2 separate regions of the Ovis aries genome follow, and region 2 is linked to region 1. The links are chromatin contacts, called in public Hi-C maps. All regions are on one chromosome and are shown on one strand. The core of a region is the stretch at or near the end of the contact, and the rest is flanking DNA. Distances in the headings are between cores, read along the strand shown. Region 1 overlaps LOC105610700 (a long non-coding RNA gene). Region 2 holds the start of LOC121819392.

Region 1 (4,932 bases), core at 1,445-3,944:
ATTCAATGCCTGCATTAGTTTCATTTTTTTAATCCTCTTTCAACATTCTCTGCTGTACAGAGTGTGTACAGGAACCTTCCTGTGTGCCATTCATTCAGAATTCAACAAGTCTTTCCAGAGAATTGTTAGCTGCTAAATGGAGTGAAAATGTATAGCCTCTGCACTGAAAAAGCTCATCCTCATCCATTCGTTCCTCTATCCAGCAGAGTTTTCCTAAGCACATCCCTTGTCCCAGGCAGTGTACTAGGTGCTAGAAATAAAAAGCCAAATAAGGTACTGTGTTTAGTGTTAACAATGAGAGTAACAATGCTGATAATAACAGCTAACATTTACTGAGCACTGGAGGGTGTGCCCTGTGCTGTTCTAAGTATTTTGTATCTATTCACTCATCATTCCACAGCACAAGTGACTCAGGTACCATTACCACAATCTTCATTTTACAGATGAGGAAACAGAGAGAGACACAGAGAGGTTGAGAAACAGTCTTGCTGGAGTCAAGATTGAAACAGAACCAGTGTAAATACTGTACATCCTTGTTGGAAACCAATGCAACAAAAATATGTGTGTAATGAAGTGAAATTCTTGAAAACTGAGGTCAATCCCTGGTCATTTGAGCCAAGGGAAGTCAGTGCTCAAATGTGTCTATCCAAGGGTTCAAGATGGGTGTCTGGTCCTTAAGTGGGCATGTGGCTCTGGGCAAAGTTAGGATAGGAGAGCTGCTAGAGTGTGGAGAGCTGGGTATTCAAGAGGCAGAAATGAAAGTATTACACTTTCTTTCAGCTTCATTTCAGATATATGGAGATGTTTCTAAAACAGTGGAATTCAGGGTTACGTGGAAGAATGGCTTTGTTGTGCTGGAGGGTCAGCACATCCTAGTAAGAATTCCAAGATGTTATTTCCCTTATTAAGTTTCAAATGTAAGGTGTGTGTTCATTCACTCATTCAAGAGATATTTATTAAATATCTACTCTATACCCAGAAGCTGTTGTAGGCCTTTGGAATACACAGTGAACAAAACAGAAAAAATACTCTTACTCTCATGGAAGTTACATTGTTGTAGGTAAGACCTGTGAAAAAGCATTGCCAATAGGGAACTGAGAGTGTGGGCATAGGGATCTGCAGCTTGAATTTAAGTAAGACAGCCAGGCAAAGTCCTAAAGCAGGTGGGACTAGCCAGTGCCAGGATTCTAGGGTAGGAGGTGCCCTTTGTGCTTCAAGAGCAGGCAGGAGGCCAGTGTGGCTGAAGACAAGCAGGAGGAGGGGTCAGAGAGAAAAAGCGTGATAGGGCCCTGTAGACCACTCTAAATCCTTGGCTTTCCCTTTGAATGAAACAGGGAGGGCAGTGTATTGGAGGCACTGAGGAAGAGTTTGATTCTGGGTACAGTTTGAAGTCAGCAGATGTTCTGTAGACAATAAGCAATCTGGGTATCAGAGAAGTAAAGGCATCAAGGACTGCACCGTGGCCTTTGGCTGGAGCACCTGGAAGGGTGGAGAAGCTCTTCACAGTGAGGGGAAGACCTTTTGTGGAACCATGGGGAGAAGACCAGGCATTCTGTTTCAGGAGAGGCTGTGAGGCATTAAGTGGAGAGGCGAAGCTGGAACTCTCGGGGATGTGGGCTGGGGCGCAGAAGAGAGGGCTGAGCTGGGGGTGACAGTTAGGGAGCTCTCAGCATACAAGTGCTGTGAAAGGCCAAAGACAGCTGAAATCACCAGGGGAGTGAGATAAAGAGGAGAAGAGGACCGAGAGCTGAGTGTTAAGAGGTTGGGCAGAGGCAGCCAAGTGGACAGAAGAAACGGCCAAGTGGTAGGAGGCAACGAGAGTGCAGGGTCCCAGAGGCCAGTAGAGCATGTCCTGTCTGGTCTTCTTTTTGTCCAGAGGGACAGGACTTCTCGAGTAAAAGTCAAGTCTGCACCTCACTCAGGGTCTAGGAGTCAGGAGTTAGTCAGATAGACAGTTTTACAGGAGAGAAACAACTTTACTTCTCCTGCCGCAAGGAGAAACAAAGACTATTAAAGCAATTTTCATAACTGGGTCCTGTTCGAAGGACCCGCGTGAGTTCAGTCATGAATGAAGATGTTAGCAACTTCAATTAGTCATTAAGCCACTTCTTCATTTGCTGTGTACATGTGGTTTCTAACCAGGCAGGGATTTGTTTAACAAAACAATCATGGTCTTCCTTTTCCCTCACGCCCTTGAATCTAAAGATCAGTTTTGAAATGTTAAGTCGTGCTATACTGTACCTCTAGAGTGTCTTATTTTTATTTTTCTAATTTTATAAGGAAATATATAGGTAGGTAGATAGATAGATAGATAGGACCTTAATGAACACATGTGAAATGAAAACCAAAGTTCTCCTGTGCTGACCAACATCTTCACCTTTTTATGCCTTTGAAATGCATTTACCAGCCACCTGCAGACCCTTGAACCCTGAGCTGTTCCCACAGTATTCATGACTTTAAACCGGTCCATTCTTTAAATGGCTTCAGCCCTCTTTCAGGCATCCCATCCACACCCTCTGGTTTGGACTGGATCCCAAAGGAGCTGGGTTTGGCTACATCACAACATGGGCTCGAGACAGAGGGAAACCAAAGTCTGATTTCTGGGGAAACACTGGCAGGAGACACGAGCCACCTGAATGAAGCCATAGTTCTTCAGTGTCCTGTGAGCTCAGGCAGTCGGCCAGGCAGTTTGGAGAGCAGAGCCTGGAGTCACCCCTGAGGTCATGAGCTCTACCCCTGGGTTATGGAGGCCCTTGCGGGCAAGCCTGTGGGCGGAGAGGGAGCTGATACAAGCTCAGTCCACTCATCCACTCAACATTCCTTTGCTGAATGACTCCCATGTCTCATGTACTTCGTTTCTTCATGAATTAACAGTATGTTTATTTTATTACATTGAAGAAACCAGACATAGCCTACGAATGAGAGGTCTGGAGATAAAGGATGTTTTAAGGTTGGGGGGAAATAGCACAACTGTTGAGTCAGGCTAGCATGGGTTCAGATCCTGGCCACAGCTGTGTGTTACTTTGACGGGTTGCTTTCCCTCTTCGGGTCTCAGCAGTCTCCTCCAAAGGGAACACTGTGATGAAATCCTTGATCACAGATGATATGGGAGCAACACCTGAGAGAGCAACCCTCACAGAGCAGGGAGTTAGGGTGTTGTAACGGGTTACCACTGTTTTGTTTGTTGTCGCAGGGTGTGGGTGAAGTTGGAGGTTTAAAGGAGACTTCCTGTGCAGAGGCTAAGAATCTGAAGAATTTTTGCTCTCTTCAGGCTATTTTCCTTCACACTTTGTCCTGGTAGACACTGGCCATCAATCGCCACCCTCCTTCCACTCCAGCCAGGATGGCCTCAGGGTGTGGATCCAGGCCAATACCAGTTCTCTGGAGTTTGCTGATGAGGTGTAACCTCTTTACCTTGGTCATCCCAAACAGGAAACCAAGAGAGGCACTTCTGAGACCTTGTACGCTGATACCTTTTTGAATAAAGTGAAGGGATTTGACTCAATGGAGAAGGCAATGGCACCCCACTCCAGTACTCTTGCCTGGAAAATCCCATGGATGGAGGAGCCTGGGTAGGCTGTGGTCCATGGGGTTGCTGGAAGTCAGACACGACTGAGCGACTTCACTTTCACTTTTCACTTTCATGCATTGGAGAAGGAAATGGCAACCCACTCCAATACTCTTGCCTGGAGAATCCCAGGGTCAGCAGAGCCTGGTAGGCTGCCGTCTATGGGGTTGCACAGAGTTGGACACAACTGAAGCAACTTAGCAGCAGCATTCAACTCAAAGTCCTGGGCAGCGAAAATCAGGAAGAGTCTGAAAGCCTTCCAGGCAGCCTGTTAGACAGCCATGGAGAAAGCCCTCAGGCAGGAACACATTTAGAAAGTAGTTCAGAGATTTCCCTGGTGGTCCAGTGGTTAAGAATCCATCCACCAGTGCAGGGGACACAGGTTCGTTCCCTGATCCAGGAATATTCCACATGCTGTGGGGTAACTAGGCCTGTGTGCCACAACTATTGAAGCCTGCGTGCCTAGAACCTGTGCTCTGTAATGAGAGAAGCCACCACAGTGAGAAGCCCATGCAATCCCTGCTCGCCTCAACTAGAGAAAGCCCGCACTCAGCAACAAAGACCCAGCGCCCCATGCACTGTGATGAAGAGTAATCCCTGCTCGCCTCAACTAGAGGAAGCCTGCACTCAGCAACAAAGACCCCGTGCAGCCATAAATAAATAAATATATTTTTTTAAGAAAGTAGTTCAAAAGTCCTGATTCTCTTTTCTAAAAAAAATTGTATTTGAAGATAGTTGATTTGCAATGCAGTATTACTTTCAGTGTACAACAGAGTGATTCAGTTATACATACACACATTCATTATTTTTCAGATGCTTTTCTCGTATAGGTTATCACTGGATATCGAGTAGAGTTTCCTGTGCTGTACACTAGTTCCTTGCTGGTTATTATCTTATATATAGTAATGTGTGTATTAATCCCATTAATTAATGTGAATCCTAAGCTAGTTTATCCCTCCCCTCCATATTTCTCCTTTGGTAACCACACATTTGTTTTCAAAACCTCTGAGTCTGTTTCTGTTGTGTAAATAAGTTCATTTATATCATTTTTATTTTTTAATAAAGGCCACGTATGACAAACCCACAGCAAACATTGTTCTTTTATTTATTTATTTTAATTTATTAATTTTACTGTTTATTTTTGGCTGTGCTGGGTCTTTGTTCCTGTGCTCCCGCTTTCTCTGGCAGCAGTGAGCGGGGGCTACTCTTTGTTGAGGACCGCAGGCTCCAGGTGCCCGGGCTTCAGAAGCTGTGGCTCTCGAGCCCTGGAGTGTGAGGGCTCAGTAGCTGCAGTGCGTGGGCTCAGTAGTTGTGGTGCGTGGACTTAGTTGCTCTGCAGTATGTGGAATCTTCCCAGACCAGGG
Region 2 (4,932 bases), core at 1,371-3,870, 250 kb before region 1:
AAAAAAACTGTTTTAAATAATGGAATTGAATTCTGCCGAAAATTCTCTACAGGGCAGATATATATTCTTACAGATACTTGGCAGTTTGTTTTTTTTTTAATTCACCCCTGCTACCACCATGAAAAGGACAATTAGCAAAAAGCTCTGTTCTGTATATACCAATCACATGTTCAAATACACCTTATCTCCTGGAAAAGCTTCTTTAAAGCACCAGCCCTGTAAGAGAAGTATCACAGTAGATAATTAGAGCAGCAATTACTAAATTAGATATTAAGAAAATATAGTGACTAAACCATGTTTATAAAAGCAGTTCAGGTAAGGAAAATGAATTCCCCAATGAACTACATATTGTCAAATCAGGCATAGCAATATTCTGACATTAAAAAAAAAATTAACTCAAAATGGCCACCATTGCCAAAGATAAACAGCTTTAAAGGTTAGATGCCAATCACTTAAAAATACTTTTGTAAAATACTACTCTTGGCATAATAAAGTATTATCTATTTACTACAGCCCCCCCCCATTTTATTTAAAATATAATGTTTAAAAGGGGGAGGATGTGATTGCACTTAATAAATTCCTGCCCATCAAATTGGCCTCAGGTAAATCCTTTAACCCATCAGAGCAGAGGATATCCAATCAGATTAGGGTTCTCATCCTTGGCCAAGAATTCTATCCAACTATTTAATAACTCAAGCCAGATTTTCTCCATTTGGTCCATACCTTAAGCTTGTCAGCATCTTGTCAGCCTGGTAGGAAAGAGAGAGAAACAATGTTAAGAATACCACTAATTTTTAAAAAATTATTTTAATTGGAGGATAATTACTTTACAGTATTGTTTTGGGCACTTTGTGTCTTTTTTCTTTTGGTAAAGAGTATCTTATTGGGCTATTTACCTTTGGTGACTAAAGAGCTAACTTGGGGTAGAATTCCTGTAAAACAGCAATATTTTCCCAATTTCCTGACACTGGGAATCTCCTGAAATTCCCAGCAAGGAGACACCCTGGGCGTCACAATCTAACTTTATCTCCTTGTTACACTAGCATGGAACAATATCAACTTGGGGAAAAAATATAAACATTACTGGTAACAGTATTTACCCATGAAAGAGGGAAACAAACTCTTCACATTAAAAAAGAAAGCAAAGGAAGCCTGAAACTAGTGTAGAGAGGCAGAGGCAGAGGCCATCGAATTGAGAACAGTCCTGTCAACACTTGCTCAGTTCCCACAGTCTTTAAATAGACACTGGCTCTCAGCCATGTCCCTCTCCTAAAGGGAATTGTTTAAAAAAAGGGGGGGGGGGGCCGTGCCTAGGACACAGCTCGCATCAGTAAAATCAGATACTTTCTGATCAGTAAAAGGGTCTTTCACCACTGAGGCAAACATGTAAACATCCTACAAGCCTCCCATTTCAAGAGATTACTAAGCGGCACCAATGATAACGATTCCTTCATTCAGTCAGCTATAAATTGAGATCTTTACAAGTTTTATTAAATCCGGGGAGTAACGCTTTCGATAGGAATGTATCCCGGTAAAACACTTAAAATGCCCTCTAATGCTGAGGACCAGAGTGAAACTTAGAAACGCTTCCTCGAGACAAACTTTCTCTAGGGCCACTTTTCCTGTTTATCTTGGCGGACACAAGTCAGAACCCCAGAGGTTCCGACTTTTTCTCAGGCCAGAGAACGATGACGGGCCTCAGGCTCATGAGACTCCACACACGTCATGAAAGAGGGTCCCATGCTGCATAATTTACTGTCAGTGCTGAAAAAGGAATGTGGGGGAGAAAAACTGCTCCCTCATCAAGGCTCACAGTAGCTAACCGCTCCCACAAGCGTCACGCAGACCTTTTAAAGAGCGCAACCACAGAGCGAAGTGGCAACTGAGAGGCATTTGCGGAGGGGGAGTGCCTGTGTGGGCGAAATTACCTCCGTTTCTTGCTAACACCGGAATTAACACTGCTCTGCCTTGAAGGCTAAAGTGTTTCAGGCCCGTGATCTCATCCGCTTCCTGAATAGACCATGTCAGAGTCCCCAGAGTCCCCGGGCAGGCGGGGGCCCCGCGTGCGCCCCAACTCGGACGCCGTCCAGGGCTCTGCGCCTCCGTCCCGGGTCGGTTCCTCCAAGAGACTTGTTTGGTTTTTCTCTTTTCATTGCAAAAGGAGCTTGAAGCTCCATGTGCCCCGGATCCCTTGAGCATCGGGGTCCCAGGCACAAGTGACGCGCGCCTCGGCCCCTGGGGGAAAGAGGGACCTTAGGCGCCAAGAGAGTTATTTCTGGGGAGGAAGGGTCCCCGGTACCCTGAGGATGTCCTGGCCGCAGAAGAGCTCTCACAGCGGCTCCCCTGGGGCCTGGGAGGCCTCTCTGAGGGGGAGCCGAGCTGGGGTCGAAGACTAGCCCTAGGCGCCCACATGGGGCGACGCGCGGAGAGCAGGGGCGGCCCTGGTAAGTGCCTCTGCAGAGACCCCCGGGCCACGCGGAGGGCTCCAGCGTCGAGCTGGTCGAAAGCCACTTACCGAGTCGCGCGCGGAGGCAGAAAGGGAAGAGAGACAGGGAGACACCCAGTTTAAAAGGGGCCTGGGCGATCAGCCACCCGCGGCAACCAACCAAAAAGTTGCCCTAGAGCCCCGCCCGGCCCGGGACCCAGCCCAGCGCCCGCTCCTCCCAGCCAGCGGCACCCTGAGGCCCTCGCGCGCCTCCTGCCGGGGGGCCTGGGGCGAGCGGAGCGGGCGGCTGCCCCGGCCTCCCGCAGCTAGGGCCTCAAAGCTGACCCACCGAAACCTCTCCCTAAGAGTGGTGTCCATTTACCTTGAGGCAGATTCAAGGGAGCTTCTGGCACTCGAATAATGTTAGGTATTTCTGCCTGTCCCCCCTCTCCCCACCTCACGTATCCCATGCCAGACTATTCCCCAGGATAGTCTGCAAGCCACCAGAAGTCCCCAGCTTTGCTTTTATACTTGGTTCTATCCTTAATCTGTCCCTGGAATTTTGAGAATTGAGACTTCCTAGGTACTGGAGCACTTTAGATCATTTTGGTTGGGGAGACTGTTTAGGGCAACAAGTATACATCAACAAGTATACACTCAGCAGTAGGCACCCTGATCTATGCTGGGGGGTGGGTTGTTGTTGTCAGTCTCTAAGTCCAGTCGGACACTTTTGGACCCCATGGACTGCAACATGGCAAGCTTCCCTGTCCTTCACTATATCCCAGAGTTTGCTCAACCCATGTTCATTGAGTTGGTGATGCCATCCAACCATCTCATCCTTTGTGGTCCCCTTCTCCTCCTGCCTTCAATCTTTCCCAGTATCAAGGTCTTTTCCAGTGAGTCAGCTGGCTCTTCCCATCAGGTGGCCAAAGTATTGGAGCTTCAGCTTCCGCATCAGTCCTTCCAGTGAATATTCAGGATTGATTTCCTTTAGAATTGACTGGTTTGATCTCCTTGCAGTCCGAGAGTCTTCTCCAGCACCACAGTTAGAAACCATCAGTTCTTCCATGCTCAGCCTTCTCTGTGGTCCAACTCACATCCATACATGACTAATGGAAAAACCATAGCTTTGACTATAGGGACCTTTGTTGGCAAAGGTCGACATGCCATGATGTACCAGATGCCACGATCTTAGTGTTTTGAGTGTTGAGTTTTAAGTCGGCTTTTTCACTGTCCTCTTTCACCTTCATCAAGAGGCTCTTTAGTTCGTCTTCGCTTTCTGCTCTTAGAGTGGTATCATCTGCGTATCTGAGGTTGTTGATATTTCTCCCAGGAATCTTGATTCCAGCTTGCAATCAAGTTAGGGGGCAGGAGGGGGAATGGTGTTGAATGAGAAACTACCCCTGCTTTCAAGGAACATAAAATGCAGTGTGCCACAGGATCAAGCCACCAAGCCCAGTCTCCTAAGGACATCAGGGAAAGCTTTCTGGAGGAGAGGGTGTCTAGGCTGAATCTAGTATGACTAGCAAGAAGCTTGCTTCACGATATAGGCGAAACCAAGAGAGTTAAAGAAGAGTCATAGACTAGAGGGACTTTTAGATCATACAGAATTTCTGGTGGAGTAGAGCACACATTAGGGTGTTCCCCAAAAGGAGACTTGTTGCCACAATGGAACGTAAGCCTAATGGGGACTCAGCTTCTCCTCTGCTGGATCCTCTGAATTCACCATAGTGCCTGGAACATATCTGAGTAAGTGGGAAATGACTCCAGGGAAAGGGATTCGCCACTGAACCCCCACAGTAGTTGAGTATTTATGCTGTGAAACTCTTCAAGGCTCATAGTGATGATCGTGGTGGGGGTCTTATCCCAGAATGTAGCTTTTTGGGTCTCCATAAGTGTGAGTCTATTCCTGCATTCCCAGGACATGGCCTAGAGCTTGGTGCACTGTGAATGCTTGATAAAACCTGCTGGATTTCCTTTCTTGGTGTGTATTTGCCCTGCTGCTAGAGAGGAACCCTCCCACCCCCACCCCCACTCACCATGCCATGTCTCTTTGTGAAGGAACTTCTGCAGGCAAATGCCCTGAGCCTCTGTCCACCCTTTCCTCATTCCCTTCCAGGAAAGAAGGAATTTCAATAAAATCTTGTTCTAACATGAACTTTGAGAGCACACAAACTGGGGTAAGCTTGTTGGCATCCATCCTCACCTGTTCCCTGTTTTCAAGATTGTAATCTTCTCTGATGTCTCCCCCTAGACAAGGGTTGAGACATGACCATTTGGAAGCCATTGAGGGTTTTCTTGGTTCAGTGTACTGTCATCTGGGTATAAGTGTCACTCCCTTAACCTTTGTGATTTTCAGTAGTCCAAACTGAATAAAAGATAGTATTTCTTACTAATCCTGCAAAAACAAGATCTTGCATTTTACTCACTTTAAATTTTTGGCCCCCATATACGTTATGGCAGGTGATGTCCAATGGCTCCTCTTTCTCAAAGAAGAGCAAATCCAT

What was found. Hi-C and Micro-C count contacts between places; a contact is called where the count stands out from the background.
Region 2: a Hi-C map of skin fibroblasts shows a contact between it and region 1, with 3 times the contacts expected there. The contact joins the promoter of LOC121819392 here to the enhancer-like site in region 1. A contact is called at or near these places in 3 of 16 Hi-C or Micro-C datasets (blood, muscle and skin fibroblasts).

The regions. Positions count from the first base shown.
Region 1 is chr4:32,205,208-32,210,139 of ARS-UI_Ramb_v3.0, reverse strand. It overlaps LOC105610700 (a long non-coding RNA gene), which reads left to right. Exons shown (of 11, transcript XR_006059608.2): 11 at 1-4,654. Among named protein-coding and RNA genes, the nearest start is that of RAPGEF5, 64 kb to the right of the region's middle. Within about 2 kb of position 2,694, at least 8 of the 54 cell types and tissues checked have an H3K27ac peak or open chromatin away from gene starts, as enhancers often do.
Region 2 is chr4:32,452,213-32,457,144 of ARS-UI_Ramb_v3.0, reverse strand. It overlaps LOC121819392, which reads right to left and starts at 2,620. Exons shown (of 2, transcript XM_060414967.1): 1 at 2,516-2,620; 2 at 1-749. It overlaps LOC114114654 (small nucleolar RNA SNORD93), which reads right to left and starts at 666; the gene lies at 594-666.